Linked DNA regions of Mus musculus: regions 1 and 3 are each linked to region 2. Evidence: chromatin contacts called from public HiChIP or PLAC-seq and capture Hi-C data. All regions are on one chromosome and are shown on one strand. Each heading gives the region's core, a stretch centred on a gene start, on an enhancer-like site or on the middle of the called end of the contact. The rest is flanking DNA. Distances are from core to core; before and after follow the strand shown. Region 1 holds the start of Spcs2 (signal peptidase complex subunit 2 homolog (S. cerevisiae)). Region 2 holds the start of Dgat2 (diacylglycerol O-acyltransferase 2). Region 3 holds the start of Tsku (tsukushi, small leucine rich proteoglycan).

Region 1 (2,874 bases), core at 335-2,834, 680 kb after region 2:
TATATATTAGTGTATAGTATATACTATACACTATTATTGGGTCTAGTTCATTGAGCTATGTAAATAACCTTCCTCAAGTCACTTTATATAGTCTCTTTACATTCCACTCCTAAGTAACTTTCTCCAGTCTAACCCTACCTTTCACTAAGTTTACTTAAACCCTTCTAGTAAGCCTACTAAGAAATCTTAAGCACTATCATATTCTTTCCTCAAGAAAGACTTGAGGACCAGACAGATGGCTCAAGGCTTACAAGCCGAGTTTGGTCCCTGGATCCTGCACAAAGCCAGTTCCAGTCCAGGCCAGCTTAGCTACACAGCAAGACCCTGTCTCAAACTTGACTCTAAGGACCCTCCAAAAGACAAGGGGAACTGGGGACGTGGGTCAGTGGTGGAGTGCTGCCTACCATGTAGGAAGCTACACAAATGCGGGATGATCAGGCATCCATCTCTTAAGCCCTAGCCATCTGTTCCACACAGAGGAGTAATAGAGCATTTCGATTAAAATGTTTCAAGAAAAGTGGTTTACTATATGAAAGCACCATGCTTCACCCTCATCACATCAGCTGGGAAGGACAACCCTGGAAGGGGGCCAGAAGGTATGCTGGACTAAACCCCTCATTCTACAGAATAAGGAAGGCAATAAGGAGAACAGGCACATTTTAGGACACAGAGCTAGAGGCAAAACTAATGCCAGGCCCGTTTTTCAGGCAACTGTCTCTTGCAAGTTGCTGTGCAAGGGGCAAGATGGTCAATCCAGGAGCAGCGTTCCTCCCCTGACTCTTTCCTTTAAGCCCTTATGGACAAGGACGTGAAATTCTTTAGAAATTGTGTAGGCAGAGTGGAAAGCAGTCAGCTGGTACAGACAGAAAAGGCCACGCAGGGGAAGAGAAAGGCAGGGAACCCAAGAGGGACAAAGAATCTTAAGGCTTCCTATCAGACCAGCAAGGGAAGTCAACATACGAATATTTCATTATTTGACATATCATGAAAAAATTAAAAGAAACCAAAAAAAAAAAAAAAACCCTTAAAAACTTTAAAGGCCAAGGAACTCTTTGGGCTCTGTAGCAACACGCGAGGATGATGGTGGAAGGGTTTGGGGAATACTGACTTCGAGGAGATTCTTTCAATTTCTTTAGAAGTTCCATTTTCCACGTTGATGTTATGGGCATTTTCAAGAGTGGCCCTCCTAGCACAATAGAAACGTGATCATTATGGTGAAATATTGCCATAATTACGAGAAGCTGCGGTGGCGGTTAGGGACCAGCAGCACTTGCTTAAAGAGACGACTAAAGGGAAGGATTGTTTTCCAACGTGTAGAGAGGGCAAGTTACAAGTGTGCGTTCGTGTGCTACGGAGGAGCGCTCAAGGAGCCACAGAAAATAAGGGGGTGGGGATGGGAAGCTGGGCTCACCAGCTCCTGGGCATTCCCCGGGCTCTAGATTGTCCCCAGGACTAAGCTCCTCACCTTATCCAACAAACCACTGCGGCTGCTGCTTGTCCCGCAGCTGGGGCCGCCGCCAGCCCCACTACTGCCTCCGCCACCGCCGCTTCTCCCACCCTGCGACGCCGACGCTGCCATCTTGTCTCCCTCCGTGTCTCCCTCCCATACGACTTGTCCGAAGCCGATTGGCTGAAGCTGCTCATGTGATAGGCAGCGCAGAGCCCATCGGGATCCGTAGTCTGGTGTGCTGATGAGGGCTGAAAGAGGCCGCGGGGCTTGACGGGACTTGTAGTTAGAATCTGCCGTCGCCGGTTGCCGCCTCCGTTGCTAGCCACATCCTCGCGGTTACTAAGGAGTGGGTGGGGAAGGCTGTGGCAAGCGCCACCGTGGAGCGACTCCGAGATTCCCGTGAGGCTTGCAGGCGTGCACTCCGCCTGACAGGGACATCGCCTCCGCGGGCTCTTCGGAGGCGGAAACGACGCCGAAGGCAGGTGTGGCTGGAAACTTAATTTTGCTTGAATTATGAGTCTTTCCAGCCCCAGATGTTGTGTCCTAAGAAGGGAGGTAGAGCCTGCTCTTCACCCCTTTCTGTCCCTGAAGGTAGAATATCAGCTCGATTATTCTCTCCGAAGTAACCATAATCTCAGCTGTTAGTAATGTTTCCTGTAGAACTATCATTTATTGAGTGCCTACTGTGTGCTAGGCAGTGCCCTACATGCACTTACATCCACCCATTCTGTGTCTGTCTCAGGATAATGCTGTATAGACAAGAAAAGGAATTTTTCAGAAGCCAGAGAGCATAAGTCAGAACACACTTAAAACCAACTTTTTAGTTTTTTAAACTTAAAAGCATGTTTCCAGTTTGACAATGTGATTTTTATAAATATTGAGAGAAAAAAATATTGAGCACCAAAAAAACTTGACACTGAAACTAAGGCATATAAGGAAAATAGACCTGGGATATCTCATAGTAATATCACTTTATGCCATATTACATTGCATTATTTAGTTTTTATACCTACATATTTTCCATATGTGTACAGATGATCCGCCAGATACTGAATTCGCTAGACATTTTGTTTTGTTTTTCTGAGACAGGGTCTCACCATTAGGTCTAGCTGTCCTGAAACTCACTGTGTAGACAAATTGGCTTCAAACTCCCAGAGATCCACCTACCTCTGACTCCTTAGTGCTGGAACCAAAGGTGTATAATACCATGCCCAGCCTCTGAATCGCTTAGCATGTACTCAGTCCTGTTCTACACACTTAGAATATACCTCTGAATGAAAGAGACAAAATGTTCTTGGCAAGGCTATGTTCACATGATCACTAAAGAATAGCAGATTAGATTTCATCCTCGATTAAGCAATTCCTGGCCACTCCAGTTGTAAGGGTCCAAAAATCACTGAAAGAAGACCCCAGGCTCAGAGAGT
Region 2 (2,968 bases), core at 59-2,558:
TTTCTGCAGCTTCAGCTAAGCAACGTGGGGTGCTTTGCCTTGTATGGAAAAGGCTGAGGTGTGATTTGAACTGTATGCCCCCCTTCCCCATTCACTGAAGGCCTCGGTTCTATCTTGAAGGCAGACACAACTTCTAGAAGGATAATCAACTTAGGCAGATCTCTGTGAGTTCAAGGCCAGCCTGGTCTATAGAATACCAGGACAAACAGAGCTGTTACACAGACTAAACAAACGAAAAAAATCCAAGGGTTTCCCACCCCTCTTCTAAGTATGTCAGACTCAGGGTTGCGCTGTGAGGGCTTCACAGTCTGGGTTGGCCCACAAAAGCTGGGGCAGAGGGCAGTTGGGGCACACCTGGTTCCAGGCAGGCATGTTCTCCATCCAGTGACTGTTTCAGGGGATTACAAAACCCTACTTACCACCCTGCCCCATCCAGTTCCTCCCAGCCAAATCCTGCTCCACCTTGTGAGGTAGATCAGTACTGGGGGCTGGAGAGTGAAATATCACTACTAACTGAGCTGAGTGGGTGGTGTCGCCCTCAGCAGCTGGGGGGATGGCAAGTGATGTAACACGTGTTGCAACATTAGTGAGTACCAGGATGGAGAATGAAGCCAGGCTAGCCTAGGATACCAGGTTGCCTGGCTCAAACTGGGTAACCAGCCGAGCTAAGCATGAATCTTGCCTCATCCTTAACCAAATGACAGGATGCAGAAGAGTCAAGTTCCCCTAAAGAGAAGCTAGTTGTAGTGGCACACCTGCAATCACAGCACCTGGGATGCCAAGGAAGGAGGATTAAGAGTTGGAAGCCAGCCTAGGCTACAAGGCGAGACCTTTTAAAAACTGGAAATAATTGTCTGGGACTCCGACCTGAACTAGCTAGCCGTCCGTCCAGCACAGGGCAGCACGCTTTGGCCAAAGTCCCTTCCTGAAAGTCGTCTTGCTGTGGGTGCCCTCAGGATGAAAGCCCTAGGGATGACTGACACTCACCCCATCGCCCAGACCCCTCGCGTGACAGGGCAGATCCTTTATTCTTGTTTTCGCTGCGGGCAGCTTCCGCCCGACGCTCACCCCGCAGGACCCCGGAGTAGGCGGCGATGAGGGTCTTCATGCTGAAGCCAATGCACGTCACGGCCGTGCAGAAAGCCGCCTCACGCCGCGCCCCTGACCCATGCCCCGGCCGCCGGGGCCAGGGCTTCGCGCTGAGCTCCGGGAGCTGAGGGACAGCGCCCAGGCCGTGGCGGCAGCAGGGCGAGAGCTGAGGTAGGTAGCCGCTGCCACCCTAGATGAGCAGAAAGCCAGCGAAGCGCGGCCACGGCGCCGAGCGCCGCTGCGCGCGCACTTTATAACCTCACAACGGGGCGGGTCGTGACGCTATAGGGCGGGGCAAAAGGGTCCGCCCCGGACTGTGCCATGTTCTTGTAGGGGGTGAGACTCCCGGCGATAAACTATGCACAGAGCCCAGGAAGGCAGCATGGCCTGAACTGTACGGTTCAGAGTCTATAGAATACGGGCAAGGGAGCCGGAGTCCCGGTGTATGAAACTACTCCTGGTTGCCCCAGCGACCGCCTTGTCATTCTCCCAAGCCTCTCTCTCAGACGTTAGTACGGTCCAGCAGCTGGAACGTGGGCAGGGAGTTTGAGCACGTGCGGGACGATCCGGACCGTGCGGGTGCCTGTGTCCCTTTTGGCTGTGCTTTCCTTGGGCAGGCCTAGCCTGCAGTGAGTAGTGTTGGAATTCGTTAGGTTACAGCTGGACCTGACAGTTACCCAAGTGCCGCAGCCTTTCCTTTTACCAGCAAAAAAATAGGAGTGATTGAGTCTTATCAGGAAGGAACCTAGAGCGATGGAGTCTACTACCTGTAATCCTACAATCCTAGCAGCTCGCTCTCTCTCTCCTCTCTCTCTCTCTCTCTCTCTCTCTCTCTCTCTCTCTCTCTCTCTCTCTCTCTCTCTCTCGCCTCTTCTCTCTCCTCTCTCCCCCTTCTCTCCCCTCTCTCCTCTCTCTCTCTCCTCTCTCTCTCTCTCTCTCTCTCTCTCTCTCTCTCTCTCTCTCTCTCTCGCCTCTTCTCTCTCTCTCCCTCCCTCTCCTGTATGTATGCAAGAGTTTGAAGCCAGCCCAGGCTACATAGTGACCCTGTCTCCAAACACCAAAGACAAAGGCAATACTACAAGCATAGTGAGTGATGGACTTCAAGCCCAGTTCCAGACCTCTCTTCCTCTCTTTTCCTCAACTTCAGGGTGTCTTTTGTTTGGCTTGGTTTGCCGGAGGGGGGCAGGGTGTGGGGTTGAGGGTTGTGTGAATGTTGATGTTTTGGTTTTTCTTTTCTTTTCTCTTTTTAGAAATTGGGTTTCTCCTTGTAGCCCTGGCTGTCCTGGCACTATGTAGACTAGGCTGGCCTGAATTTATAGAGATGCACCTTTGTCTGACTCTAGTGCTGAGTGAAAGGCATGTGCCACCACTCGCAGTTTGCAGCTTCAGTTTTCTTTCACATCTGTAAAAACGGGAACACCCGTGATTGTATTGTGAGAGGCTTTGAGAATTGAGGAACTGAGGTATATGGACTAAGCTCACTACAGGCACTGGGACTCATTCCCATTGCCCACAGAGGAAGAGGAGTTCCGCAGAATGAGGGTGTGAGCACAAGCCGAAGGGCAGCATCAGTCAGCATGTCTGGATTGGGGCAGGACCATAGAGACTGTAGTCCTGGCAACGTGGGAGATGGAGACTGCAGTGACATGGGATTAGAAAATCCTCCAGTGTCTCTCTTAAGACTTTGGGGTGGGACTGGGTTCTGGGAGAGCCTTAAAAGAAACGAAAGAGGTAAGATGAATTGTAGGATCCCTCTTGACAGAGTATGAGAAATAAACGTGAGGACAGGTTGCAGTGGGGAGCTGGGTGAGTGGGAGAATCTCAAGCAAAGGCAGTGGTTAAAGGTATGCCCTTCAGAAAAAAGATAGGACTGGGGTGT
Region 3 (2,700 bases), core at 139-2,638, 820 kb before region 2:
CTTTGCCACCCAGGATCAAAAGCTCGGACAGGATGGAGCCCCTCCCACTCTGAGGGCTTTGCAAGTCTAGACTTATCCGAAAGGCTAGCATGGAGCAAGAAAGGATCAAAGTTTGAGTCACCTCTGAGCCTGGCCAAGTGTGGGCGGGAGCCGCTTTCAGCTAAGCTCGCCACGCTGGTTACCACCACGGTGCGCTCCGCTCCCACGGCATAGAGTTCTTCTCACTTCATCCACATCAGTGACCGAATCTCAACGGGCTCTGCAACACGCCCGTGCCCTACGTGAGCCATTGGCCATCCCTTGGGAAACTAGTGTGTGGAAAGCCCCTTTTCATCACAGCCCAATCAGGGCTAGGGGCCGCGAGCAGGCCGGATGCAGACAAACCGTGGCTTTTCTCACCTACTGGATTGGAAGGTTCGTCCCCTCACTCTGGGGTCGGGTTAAAGCAGAGCCGGAACTCAAAGCCAATCAAGTCTCTCCACCAAACAGACTGATCTCAGTCCGCACTCACTCTGTCCCCGGAGCGCAGAGCAGACTACTGCCAGCAGTACGCTATTCCCGGGTCTCTGGCCTCAGGCCGGAGCCCAGACCAGCGGTGTCCCCTCCCTCCTCCCACTGGGGTCCAGTGAGGGTGTCCCGCACGCTCCGCCCAGTCCTGGCCCGGGCCAGTCGCCAGGCACTGCAGATCACCCCCAACCCACCAAATCCATCTCATCCCCTCCCGGCTCAAAGGACCTCCGGAGGTGAGACAGAGAAGGGCTGCCAACAGGCGTTGCCGGAGGAACCCAGAGAAAAGTTTGAAGCCAAGTAGGGGGAAAACGATGGACAGAAAGGGAGCAGAGAGTCGGGGCAGCTTCAGGGCTCTCAGTGCGCACATACCCCACAGATACTCAACTCAGACACGTCGACAAGCATAGACCACGTATGCGGACACTAGGAGCGCCCACCGGTCCCCACAACCAAACGCAAGGCTGCAAAACGGGGACACTGGAGCGAGATAGCCATGCAAAGCCACGCACACACAAAGGCAAGGCAGATGCTGGCTTCCGAACCCAAATCCACAAAAGACCCAGTACCGTGAGATGCACGTGTTCTTACAAAGACCCTGGAGGCGCCGGCCCACGCCCACGACCCCCAGGCAGAGCCTTTGTCTCCTGAAAGCCCTCACCCTTGCTCCCCCGACTCTATGGCTCGGTGTCCCGGAAAAGTTGAGGGGCCTTGGCAGGACCCGGACCCGCCCCTCGCGCTGGCCTGCTCACGGGATGGGGCGGTGAGGTTGGAGTCCCGGGCTCCAAACCTCCAAATGCGCGCCGATCTCGCTGCGCCTCCCGACAGCACCCACCTGGCAGGTCTGCAGTTGTCGCCTCGGCACGCTCACCTAGGCGACCCGGCGTTGGCCCATGGGCCGGCGCTTTTCTCCGCGCCGCTCGTCCCGCCCCACGTCCCCGCCCGCCGCCGGGCTCCCCTTGCTCGGCACCCAGTGGCTGCACCGGCAACAGGCCAGGAAGCTCAGGGAGCGTCGTTAAAGTGCAAGTCTAGGGGGGCGTTTTAGCAGCCCTGCCCCCGCCGGCCGAGCACGGGTTCCACCCTAGGGAGCGTCTAAAAAGTGCGCGGTTCCCTCCTACTCCACAAGGCCTCTCCCAGCTTCCTGCAACCCGGATCCCTGCCCCCTCTGCCTTCCTTCAGTTGCGCGTCCCAGTAATCTCAGCAGATGGCCGCTGGGTCGGGAACATCTGGAGGTCGCCAGTGTGTGTGTGTGTGTGTGTGTGTGTGTGTGTGTGTGTGTGTAGGAAAGCAGAATTAGTTGGCAAGAATGGGTGGGTGAGGGTTTTTCTCTCAAATTCTCCCCTACCCCACTTAAAAAAAAAGTTTTAAAAAAGGTCCAGAGTCACTAATGGGTGTGTTTGAGAAAAGAGACAAGGCAGAACAGAAGAGAGAGAGAGCAAAAGCAGGAAAGCTGGCAGACACCAAGTGAGGGAGAAAGCAACAGACTTAACAGACATATTTTTTTTCCTGGAGGGAAAGTCAACTTCTGGCTGGATTTCCAAGAAGGGAAACTGCTCTGTAGTAGCGGCTTAAGTCTTCCATCCTCTTCTGCCGAAATTATTTGCATATATATATATATATATATATATATATATGCAAATATATATGATATATGACATGTGTGTGTTTGAAAAAAAATACATGAGTGAAGAGAGAAATTGCCTGCTGCAGGTACTTCTATCCACATACCCAGACAGTGCCTATCTCCAGAGGGAAGTAAAGGGTTAGAGGGAAGTGTGGTATTGTCTCTGGACCTCCCAGGAACTTGCCACCTTGGAAAGGGCCCCTGGGTGGGGAACTCCAGCCATGTTTCCCTGCCGTGGCCCAGGCTTGTTGCACACAGTCTTTTCATTTCTTTCTTCCTTATTATTTAAAAACAGAAATCTTTGCTTGGGCTTGTGCGTGTCTGCCCGAGGAAAAGGAAGTTCCCAGTCAGCAAAGTCAAGTTCACACTCAGAAGAAAGTGGTTGTTCAGACCCTTCCCTTCCCTCCACCATGTGGCCCTGGGGACTCACCTGGGCTGAACCCTGCTATTAATGAGGAGAGGGGACAATGGTCCCTGTCTCCTAGGAGGGGGAGGCAGGATAACTGTCAGTGTGAAAGCCTAGCTCTGGAGAAAGAATGTTTCAAAAAGCCAAAAGAGGGAAAGAAAAA

The links. HiChIP or PLAC-seq counts read pairs in DNA pulled down with a chosen protein or histone mark. Capture Hi-C pulls out chosen DNA fragments and counts their contacts.
Region 1: a capture Hi-C map of macrophages shows a contact between it and region 2, with 2.7 times the contacts expected there. The contact joins the promoter of Spcs2 here to the promoter of Dgat2 in region 2. A contact is called at or near these places in 1 of 39 promoter capture datasets (embryonic stem cells) and 1 of 9 other capture datasets (macrophages).
Region 3: a FOXA1 HiChIP or PLAC-seq map of pancreatic cancer cells shows a contact between it and region 2. The contact joins the promoter of Tsku here to the promoter of Dgat2 in region 2.

What each region holds. Positions count from the first base shown.
Region 1 is chr7:99,857,299-99,860,172 of GRCm38.p6, forward strand. Spcs2 (signal peptidase complex subunit 2 homolog (S. cerevisiae)) reads right to left here and starts at 1,585. Exons shown (of 5, transcript NM_025668.3): 1 at 1,466-1,585. The coding sequence starts at 1,579. Xrra1 (X-ray radiation resistance associated 1) reads left to right here and starts at 1,920. Exons shown (of 19, transcript NM_001164258.1): 1 at 1,920-1,932.
Region 2 is chr7:99,181,405-99,184,372 of GRCm38.p6, forward strand. Dgat2 (diacylglycerol O-acyltransferase 2) reads right to left here and starts at 1,309. Exons shown (of 8, transcript NM_026384.3): 1 at 988-1,309. The coding sequence starts at 1,108.
Region 3 is chr7:98,359,900-98,362,599 of GRCm38.p6, forward strand. It overlaps Tsku (tsukushi, small leucine rich proteoglycan), which reads right to left and starts at 1,389. Exons shown (of 2, transcript NM_001024619.3): 1 at 1,343-1,389.